Regions from separate parts of the Mus musculus genome. Here regions 1 and 2 are each linked to region 3. The links are chromatin contacts, called in public Hi-C and promoter capture Hi-C maps. All regions are on one chromosome and are shown on one strand. Each heading gives the region's core, a stretch centred on a gene start, on an enhancer-like site or on the middle of the called end of the contact. The rest is flanking DNA. Distances are from core to core; before and after follow the strand shown. Region 1 holds the start of Msra (methionine sulfoxide reductase A). Region 2 overlaps Dpysl2 (dihydropyrimidinase-like 2). Region 3 holds the start of Ccdc25 (coiled-coil domain containing 25).

Region 1 (2,700 bases), core at 148-2,647, 1.4 Mb before region 3:
GAAGTATCCAGTAGCCTTGTGATTACGGGTCAGGTCAACGGATCGCTGGCCTCCAGGTTTATGACGCCTAACTCCAAACTAGAAAGATACCTAGAGGCCTATAATTTGTCAGCTCCTGCCCTAAACCCCTCTCCTCAACCCTCTCTGCCTGAAGATAAATGGAGCCTGAAAAAAAAAAAAAAAAAAAACAGTTTACCTGGCCACCTTCTTCTGGTTTTGCTAACTTACCAAATAAGTCATTCTCTTTGTCCCCACTCTTTCTAAAATATTCAGGTCCCTTTCCAAGTGGAAAGCACATGAACTTGGATTCTGTACTGGGAACAGTGAGAACCTTTCAGGAACGAATACTCCCAAGAGTGGGGGGTTAGAAACATTACAATAGGGCTGACAAGGTAAAAGGTCAACAAGAACTACAATCCGATTTCAACTCCTAGGTCCTAAGTGGTGCAAGGAGAAAACTGAGTCACACAGGTAATCAGCTGATCTTCTCACGTGCGCCTGGGGCTTAAGGGAGCACACACAGACACCTCTTAGAGGCTTCATCCATAGCACGTGGAGTTTCTGCAAACGGGGGAGACAACCCAGCATGCCCTTGAAATAACTACAAACTGGGGAGGGTTCTTGCAACCAGCTCTGGCCGAAAATTACACTTCAAAACCTAAGTTCCCAGCGTTGTTAGGTCTGCCTCCAGCGCTTCCATGAACTGGCACCGCTAGACGCTCCTAGAGGCCTAGGTGAAAAGGAAGACTAAGGCTGGGCTCCCACCAGACTCCACTAGCCCCAAATACGGAGCTGCAGACCAGCAAACGGGCTGGGTCGATCCCAACGCTAAAGTCTTTCAGAGCGAGACTCAAACAAAGAGAAGCACGCAGGCAGGAGACTGCCCAGCTGAGCTCCCGCCCTTCCCGGGCTGGGGGGCGGGAGAACTGGGGGGAGGGGGGGATTCGCTGCTTCTTTGCGCACGCGTAGACTCCGACCTGGGACCCACCCGCGGTCCCGCACGTCTTCTTCCGGGAGGGCGCTGTGCGCAGGCTCCACGCGCATGCTCAGCAGCCGTGCCACCTTACCTGTTACAGGGATCGGCTCGGTGCGTCCCGGCAAGGCTTCCTCTGCGGAGATGACTTTCGAAGCTGAGTCGCCCATCCTCCGTACCGGGTTGGCGCTAGAGAGGAGCTGGAGAGCCCTTCTAGAGGCGGAGAGCATGGGCGGCGTGTCCGTCTCGCGGGGCAGACCTCCAGGCCTGGCTGTCTCTGAGGGACAAAGTTCCCAGAGTACGTGAAGCCGCGCGGGCCAAAATTGATGCTGGCTGGGCGCCACCGCGGGAGGTCAGAGTTGCTGCCGTTTCTCCACCTCCGCAGCCAGGGTTCCGGGTGCGATGTACTCACTCAACCACAAAGTAGAAAAGGGAAATCAATGTGTGTGCATAAAAAGGCAGCGAGCTAGAAGAAAGGCAGACCTATAAGAGGATGGCTAGATGGACAGCTAGGAAATTTGTCTATTTCTATCGGAACCATCTTGATAAGTCACATCGATCCAAAGTGAAACCAAAGCACAATTCTCAACACCACAAAGGATCAAGTACTCAACATGAAATATAAACATATAGTGTGTGTACGTGTATAAATGTATAAATACATTCTTCAGCGCATCTCACAGCCCATAAAGTAAACAATGTAGGCACAAATACATTGTTAAACGCTTTATGTGAATGAAGTTAATGGTGAAGTTGGACCAGACGGACTTCAGAAATTATGAGAGAATATTCCTAAACTGAATCTCTAGCCTTAATCTTTAGGTGGCTAGGACCAGATGAGTGATTTCAGAGGTCCTGTATGAGATTTTTGATTTACACACTGCCAAAATGGGCGGGTAGTCTCACATGAAGGAAGGAACTGAGGATTAGCGCCCACAGGGATTTGAAGCTTTGAAGCTAAGCTTCTCCGTGGGTTTAGTTACCACTTTGTGTTCATGTGGGACTGTAATATAAGGACTAGGATTAGTGTACTGCATAGAATGTTGCCAGACACACAACGTTAAACAGATTAAGGTGTTTGTCTTATAATGTAAAAGTCTCCTGGGCCAACTTGTTCTCAACAGTTTACTTGTGGCTTGCTTTTGCTGTGACATTATGCCAAGCAGGTTCTTTCTACGAGGCCTTGCCTGAAACCATCCCAAGATCCAAGATGTCCCGTCCAGGCTTGAAGAGGGCCTGGTCACTAAAAAAAAATGTGTTAAAAAAAATTGTACTTGTAATTTACTGCCCTTTGACACACAGTGACTTGCTTTTTCTGTTTTGTGGTTGACAGAACAAGGGTCATGCAAGAAAAACTTCGTAACTAAATACTGTGTAACGGAAGAATTTGTAATGTTAAGGGAAACTGCTTGTGTAATGTTAGGTATCCCAGAACCACAGTCCATAATATTTAGTATGTAAGATATATATATATATATATATATACACACACACACACACACACATTTCTACTTACCTACCAAGGGGAAATGAGTTTAAAAAAATAAAGTAAAAGCATTGTTTAGAGTTTTATTATTCAGAGTAGTGGGTCTCTTACTAAAGTTTCTTTCCTGCCTTGTGGTCCTAGAAATCCAACTCAAAACACCAAGCTTGGTGGCAGGCACTTTTACCTGCTGAGCCATCTCTCTGGCCCCACTTTAAACATTTTGAGGGTTCTGTGTACACTG
Region 2 (2,700 bases), core at 194-2,693, 1.0 Mb after region 3:
ACAAGGAACAAAGCTGCCTACAGTTTATGTTGTTTCTCCTAACTGCTAGGAGCCTCATTAATCTTGAAATGAACCTCAGAATCATACAAGGAGCCCCTAGGAAAATATCCCCATGACTATATTTTCTAAAGTTATATTTTGAGTAGATTGGACAGAGAAAGGCTCTAACTCAGGGCCTTGTGCTTGCTGGGCAAGCATCTCTTGTGTAGGCACGCCCTCATCCTCTGAAGTTGTTCCTTCCTCTCCATCATTCTTCATCCTTCCTCCCTAATCCATACCTTTGTCCTATGTGCCTCCTATACTGTGTGGTGCAACTCAGCCCCGAGCCTGGCGGGAGGGTAGATCTCTTTTCTTTCTTTCTTTCTTTCTTTCTTTCTTTCTTTCTTTCTTTCTTTCTTTCTTTCTTTCTTTGTACTCACAGTGCTAAGAACTTGTGACAGAGTCTTGCTGACAGCTCACCCTTGTAAAGAGTGCAGCAGGAGAGCTTTATGTTTTGAAAAGATGGCTTGTGGAGATGAATGGAGTAGAGATAACACCCACCCTGGCTTTATAAGGTGCTTATGCCAGGAAGTGGGGTGGTGAGCTGAAGGCTGTCAATCTGATGCTCCAGGGTGACTAGCTAGCTGCTCTCAGTTCCTCAGTAGTTTGCCCAATACAGTATCTGTCCAGACCCAGCCCTCCAAGGTTCTTAGTTTCATTTTCCTTCCATGTGGAAAGCTGAAGTGACCATTTCTGCTTCTGAGGCGCTGCGGAAGCCCAACATTGAGAATATCACAGGGAAGGGACACTCGGAAACAAAATGCTGACGGGAAGATCGGAATCTAGATGTGGCCAAGAAGAAAACCGCAACACCCCCCTGAGCCATTGCGGCCAGTTACCCAGAGCTGCAGCCTCCGTCCGATGTGGTCTGCAGAGGTTAGGATGACACAGCGGCCAAGAGAAGGAGCAGGGATCCTGGGTTGCCAAAACCAAAAGGCTCTGACCAGGGTGCTGGGCTGCAGATGGGTGCAGGCAAGGATGACTGCTTTTCTGACTATGAAACCCCAAAGGGCCCAGATTGCCAAAGGACAGCTAAGCAGACATACATGAGACCAGACCAGCTACCACCTTCCATGGGTGCATCTTTTGGGTGTGGCTCAGTGAGGATCATCAGAACAGTCATAGACTACTTTTACCAGAACTGGGCCATATGAACTACCCGCCCCCTTTGGGCTCTGAAAGGGTCCTGAAGATCCCCTGACTACATGAGGCCAAGACGGGTATTGGGACACAAAGGAAATCAGGGTATTCCACAGAAGCAAACAGAATCGAGCTTTCTCTTCCAGCCTCCAGTTGGCACAGACACCACCCAAAGGATCTCAGGATTACACACACTGCACCCTGGTATGTGTGAATACAGAATGTCCTTGAGGTCTCTGTCCCTGATGGAGACACCCAGACCTAGCTGGCCTTCCTGTCTCAGGTCTTCCCCCTGGTGGCCAATGAAGAGTATGCACATAGTTCACTCCTTTATCCTGGAGCATTGGGGTTTCACACTGGGAGAGGGCTTTTAAGTCCCAGTGATATGAGCCAGTCTGCCCACCAATTATCTGACCCTGCCTCCACCCTCAGGGCCTGAATCTTCCACAGCTGAGTTCAGCAAGATTATTTTCCTCTGTGCACTGAGCCACAGGACCAAACCTTCTATTTCTGAAAGTGGAAACCAAGAAACTGAGCTAGCAGGAAGCTTTCACCCCTACTGAGAACTTCCTCTCCTCTCCAAAGTGCAGTGTGGCCTGCTCTTTCATTCTACAAAAGAGGGCTAAACATCACTGCTAGCTTTCCGCTTCTCTGGCTTTCAATATCAATCCAATCGGATGCAATGTCACTGTGCAGCTAATAAGGTAGGAACCAGCATCTATGGAGAACAGACTGACACCGTCAGTCATGGTGCTGAGACCTTGAACACATAATCCATGTGCAGGTCTGGCTCAGTGGGAGAGTTGGCTCCCAAAATGCAACGTCCTGAATTTGACCCCCAACAAAGTTCAAATTCAATACCAAAAAAAAAAAAAAAAAAAACAATACAAATCTTTCATCTTTCCCCAAGCCCTACCAGGGCTTCCCATCCTATCATATAGATGGAGAAAGTGAAGCCCAAAGAGGCCTCAAATAAAGCACAGCTTCTTGCTGGAGCAAGAGAAATATTCAAATCCAAGAACCCCTTAGTTCAGCAAGCCTGTTGTCTTCATGATAAAGCACTTGATTTGGAGAACTCAGGCTCTGCCTTGTATGGGAGCAAGGTTTGGCTGATCTACCTGACATCTCTGTCTTCACTGATTTCTATCCTTGACCCCCCACTCCAAAACACTTTCCCTTATCCCCCAAATCCATCCCTTTCTTGTCTTATTTCTCCCTGCCCCCAACTAAAACCAGTTTCTCCGGGCAGCCTTGGACTTCCGGTCATGAGAACCAGCACAGATGGATACCAACGTTTAAATGAAACAGTGCTTAGTGTTTCTCCCCACTGGAAGGATAACGTTCACCTCATAGGCCTGTGGAGGTCTAGATGCACAGTGAGTATATCTATCAATACATTCAGGGCACAATGGACAAAAACAGATGGCGAAATCCCCCACTGGCCCAACATTCTTAAATCTTCACTATTCATCAGAATTACAGAATTACCAGAGTCTGGCCTACGTTTGCATGCAAGACAGC
Region 3 (2,700 bases), core at 109-2,608:
AGGAAAGACTGAGAAAATGTTGCACTGGGATCCCAAACATCCAGTGTAGTATCCGGCCAACTAAAAAAGACTTTCTATTGGTTTAAACCCATGTTGGAGCAGTCTTCTCTGGTGGATAGCCTACAACATTGACCAGCACCAGGAAACCCAGAATGATAGTGGGTTTTGTAAAGTGAAAGAATTAGAACAATAGTGGAAACTGCTTAGTGGGAGACTCTGGCTAGTTTCTTCTTTTGAGAGAGTTAAAGCCAAAGAGGGGACATTTTTACCATCAGGTTCTACTTGCCTAGAATTTCCTGCTCTATGAAAGACTAGGCTCTCCAGGGACGGTAAAACTCCTTTTCTGTAGCCCTTTTGTGTGGTCTGACTTTTGGAGCTTGTTGGAGGGATACAGCCCGAAATGGACTCTCATATTTTTTCTTTATCAGAAATAAGAAAAACTTCCAAGTCAAACCTAGGAAGGCTGTGGAATTTTGTAAATTTATAGCAAGAGGTTCTGAACTTCAGAAGTTTGGTATTTGTTCAGTCTTGTAGGTAATAAGGAGCAGACATTAGATTTAAAGGAACAAAAAATAGCCCTACTCGGAATCCCAAAAAAGGAGAGTGTCTCTGGGTAGTAACAGTAACAATTCATTTGAGAACCTTCTGTCCTCGATGCAATTTAGTTCATTGTTTGACTGGGCAAGACAGTGCAGCATTTCTTCCATCTTGTATTCTTGCTGAGGCCATCTCAGGCTTAGATAGGGTTTGATGAACATTACCTAACTCTATTCTGACTAGTTTGGTCAAGTCAACAAACAAAAAACACAACAAAACCCTCACCTATGTCAAGTAATGGGAGAATGAGTTTATTTAAAAATTGGTTCTTGGGGCTGGTTAGATGGCTCAGTGGGTAAGAAAGAGCACTGACTGCTCTTCCGAAGGCCCGGAGTTCAAAACCCAGCAACCACATGGTGGCTCACTATCGTCCGTAATGAGATCTGATGTCCTCTTCTGGTGTGTCTAAAGACAGCTACAGTGTACTTACGTATAATAATAAATAAATCTTTTAAAAAAATTGGTTCTTACTGAGTGCCTCCTGAGGAAATGGTTACAGGGACCCTTAACCATGCATGAAAAAGGCAGTTTCTGCACGCATGGAGCCCATATTGGGTTGAGTGGGAAGACATAAAAAGCGATGACCAACTCTCGTGTCCACTTAGTAGAGCCTCTGAAAATAAAGTCTGCCCTTAGTATTTTTTCTTTATGACTTCAAACAAGATGTATTTCCCCAGCTAATTTCTTTCAACCAGACGCTTGAGCGGAATCCTCAAAATCCCCGGGACACCTGCTCTTCCGCCAACACCCTTCCCTTCGCCAGGACTAAAGATGGCGCTGACAGGACGGCGTTGTGACGCGACGGCACGTCCGCCGGAAGTGTCCTGAGGAGAGCCTGGAAGCCGGCTCACCCTCGCGCCGGCGGTATCTCAAGCTTCGCGTTTTGAGTAGGAGTCGCCACTCTTCTACCAGGATCATGGTGTTCTACTTCACCAGCAGCAGCGGTGAGTGACGCCGGGGCCCCTGCTTCCAAAGCCGGCATTCCCCAGCCGCCGCGCTGGGCTTGGACTTAGTCCTGAACCGCGTCCTTCCGCGGGCACCTCTCCCAGAGCCTTCTGGTTCCCTGCTTGGCCGTCCCCTCGGCTGCCTGGTCGTCCCCTGGCCCCGGTGGTCGCGGCGGGAATGCGCCCCCGCTTTCTTTATACCCGGTAATCATTCTCGTCCCCACTTGACAGACCCGCCAACGCTTCCTGGACGTGTGTGCGTTCCAGCCTAGTCCCCCACGTCCCCGTCGCAAGCCTTTGCCCTAGCGTTCTGCCCGCACCTTGGAGCGATGCTTGACCAGTGCGACAGGTGCCAGCAGATGTCTCCTGCAGGAAGAGTAGCTTGCCCTCCTACGCAGGGAGGGCCTGGGGTGCCGCGGAGAGCAATCGGAGGGCTGGAATGTTAGTACAGCCCCTCCCTGGGCAGAGGTGATGGTCCAGTGGACGTCTGCTAAGGCTACTGGGTTGGTTTTGGAAGGCCAGAAAGAGCTGTTTCGGTTTCCAGGAAATGCCGCGTCAACTTAGTTTCTCTGCCCATATTGTCCAGAATCAATTTCTAATTTTAAACTCTCACCCCATTAAAATAGCGCTTGCCTTTTTGAAGACACTGTGTGAGACCCAGTTTCCTCGTCAAGATAAAATATGCATTTCTTTCTGGACCCCCCTTAACATTCCTTTAGGACTGCTCTCATGTGGTATTAAAAGGTGTCTGCTTGAGCTACCGGGCAGGTCTCTTGAGGGGCAGTCTGTCTTGTCTCCTTAGCATAGTGCCCTACTTACACAGTTGGCTGCTGTGTTGATTTTTGCCCCTTCTTGAGACAGTGAGTGGCTCAGGTTGCTTCAAACATAGACTCTCCTGCCTGAAGGCTCCCTGACGTTGGCATTACTTTCTAGGTCCCCAGATCTGGAGTTATTGTTTGGTGGTTTTGTCTCTTAGTACTTTTTAGTTTGTTTATTTTTGAGACAGGATCTCATTATGTAGCCCTTGGCTGGCCTAGAACTCACAGTGTAGATCAGGCTGGCTTTGAATTCATGCTACCCTCTGCTCTGCCTCCCCAGTGCCGGGATTAAAGGCATGTACTACCTAGCCTTTCATGATACTTTTAACTGAAGCATTATT

The links. Promoter capture Hi-C pulls out the DNA fragments that hold promoters and counts their contacts. A called contact is a pair of places that touch in the nucleus more often than the background predicts.
Region 1: a promoter capture Hi-C map of pre-B cells shows a contact between it and region 3, with 2.5 times the contacts expected there. The contact joins the promoter of Msra here to the promoter of Ccdc25 in region 3. A contact is called at or near these places in 3 of 39 promoter capture datasets (the C10 cell line, neutrophils and pre-B cells), 1 of 484 Hi-C or Micro-C datasets (CD4 T cells) and 1 of 9 other capture datasets (liver).
Region 2: a contact with region 3 is called in a Hi-C map of CD8 T cells, with 3 times the contacts expected there. The contact joins the enhancer-like site here to the promoter of Ccdc25 in region 3. A contact is called at or near these places in 3 of 39 promoter capture datasets (the C10 cell line and pre-B cells), 5 of 484 Hi-C or Micro-C datasets (CD4 T cells, CD8 T cells, double positive thymocytes and 1 more), 4 of 115 datasets of contacts at active chromatin or transcription factors (Th17 cells, large pre-B cells, pro-B cells and 1 more) and 1 of 9 other capture datasets (liver).

The regions. Positions count from the first base shown.
Region 1 is chr14:64,439,643-64,442,342 of GRCm38.p6, forward strand. It overlaps Msra (methionine sulfoxide reductase A), which reads right to left and starts at 1,398. Exons shown (of 6, transcript NM_001253712.1): 1 at 1,068-1,398. The coding sequence starts at 1,203.
Region 2 is chr14:66,872,083-66,874,782 of GRCm38.p6, forward strand. The region is part of intron 1 of Dpysl2 (dihydropyrimidinase-like 2); the gene reads right to left. Among named protein-coding and RNA genes, the nearest start is that of Gm5464, 4.6 kb to the left of the region's middle. Within about 2 kb of position 1,444, at least 55 of the 459 cell types and tissues checked have an H3K27ac peak or open chromatin away from gene starts, as enhancers often do. A contact at or near this core is called in CD8 T cells, pro-B cells and regulatory T cells, where this site is marked.
Region 3 is chr14:65,835,944-65,838,643 of GRCm38.p6, forward strand. It overlaps Ccdc25 (coiled-coil domain containing 25), which reads left to right and starts at 1,359. Exons shown (of 9, transcript NM_145944.5): 1 at 1,359-1,541. The coding sequence starts at 1,514.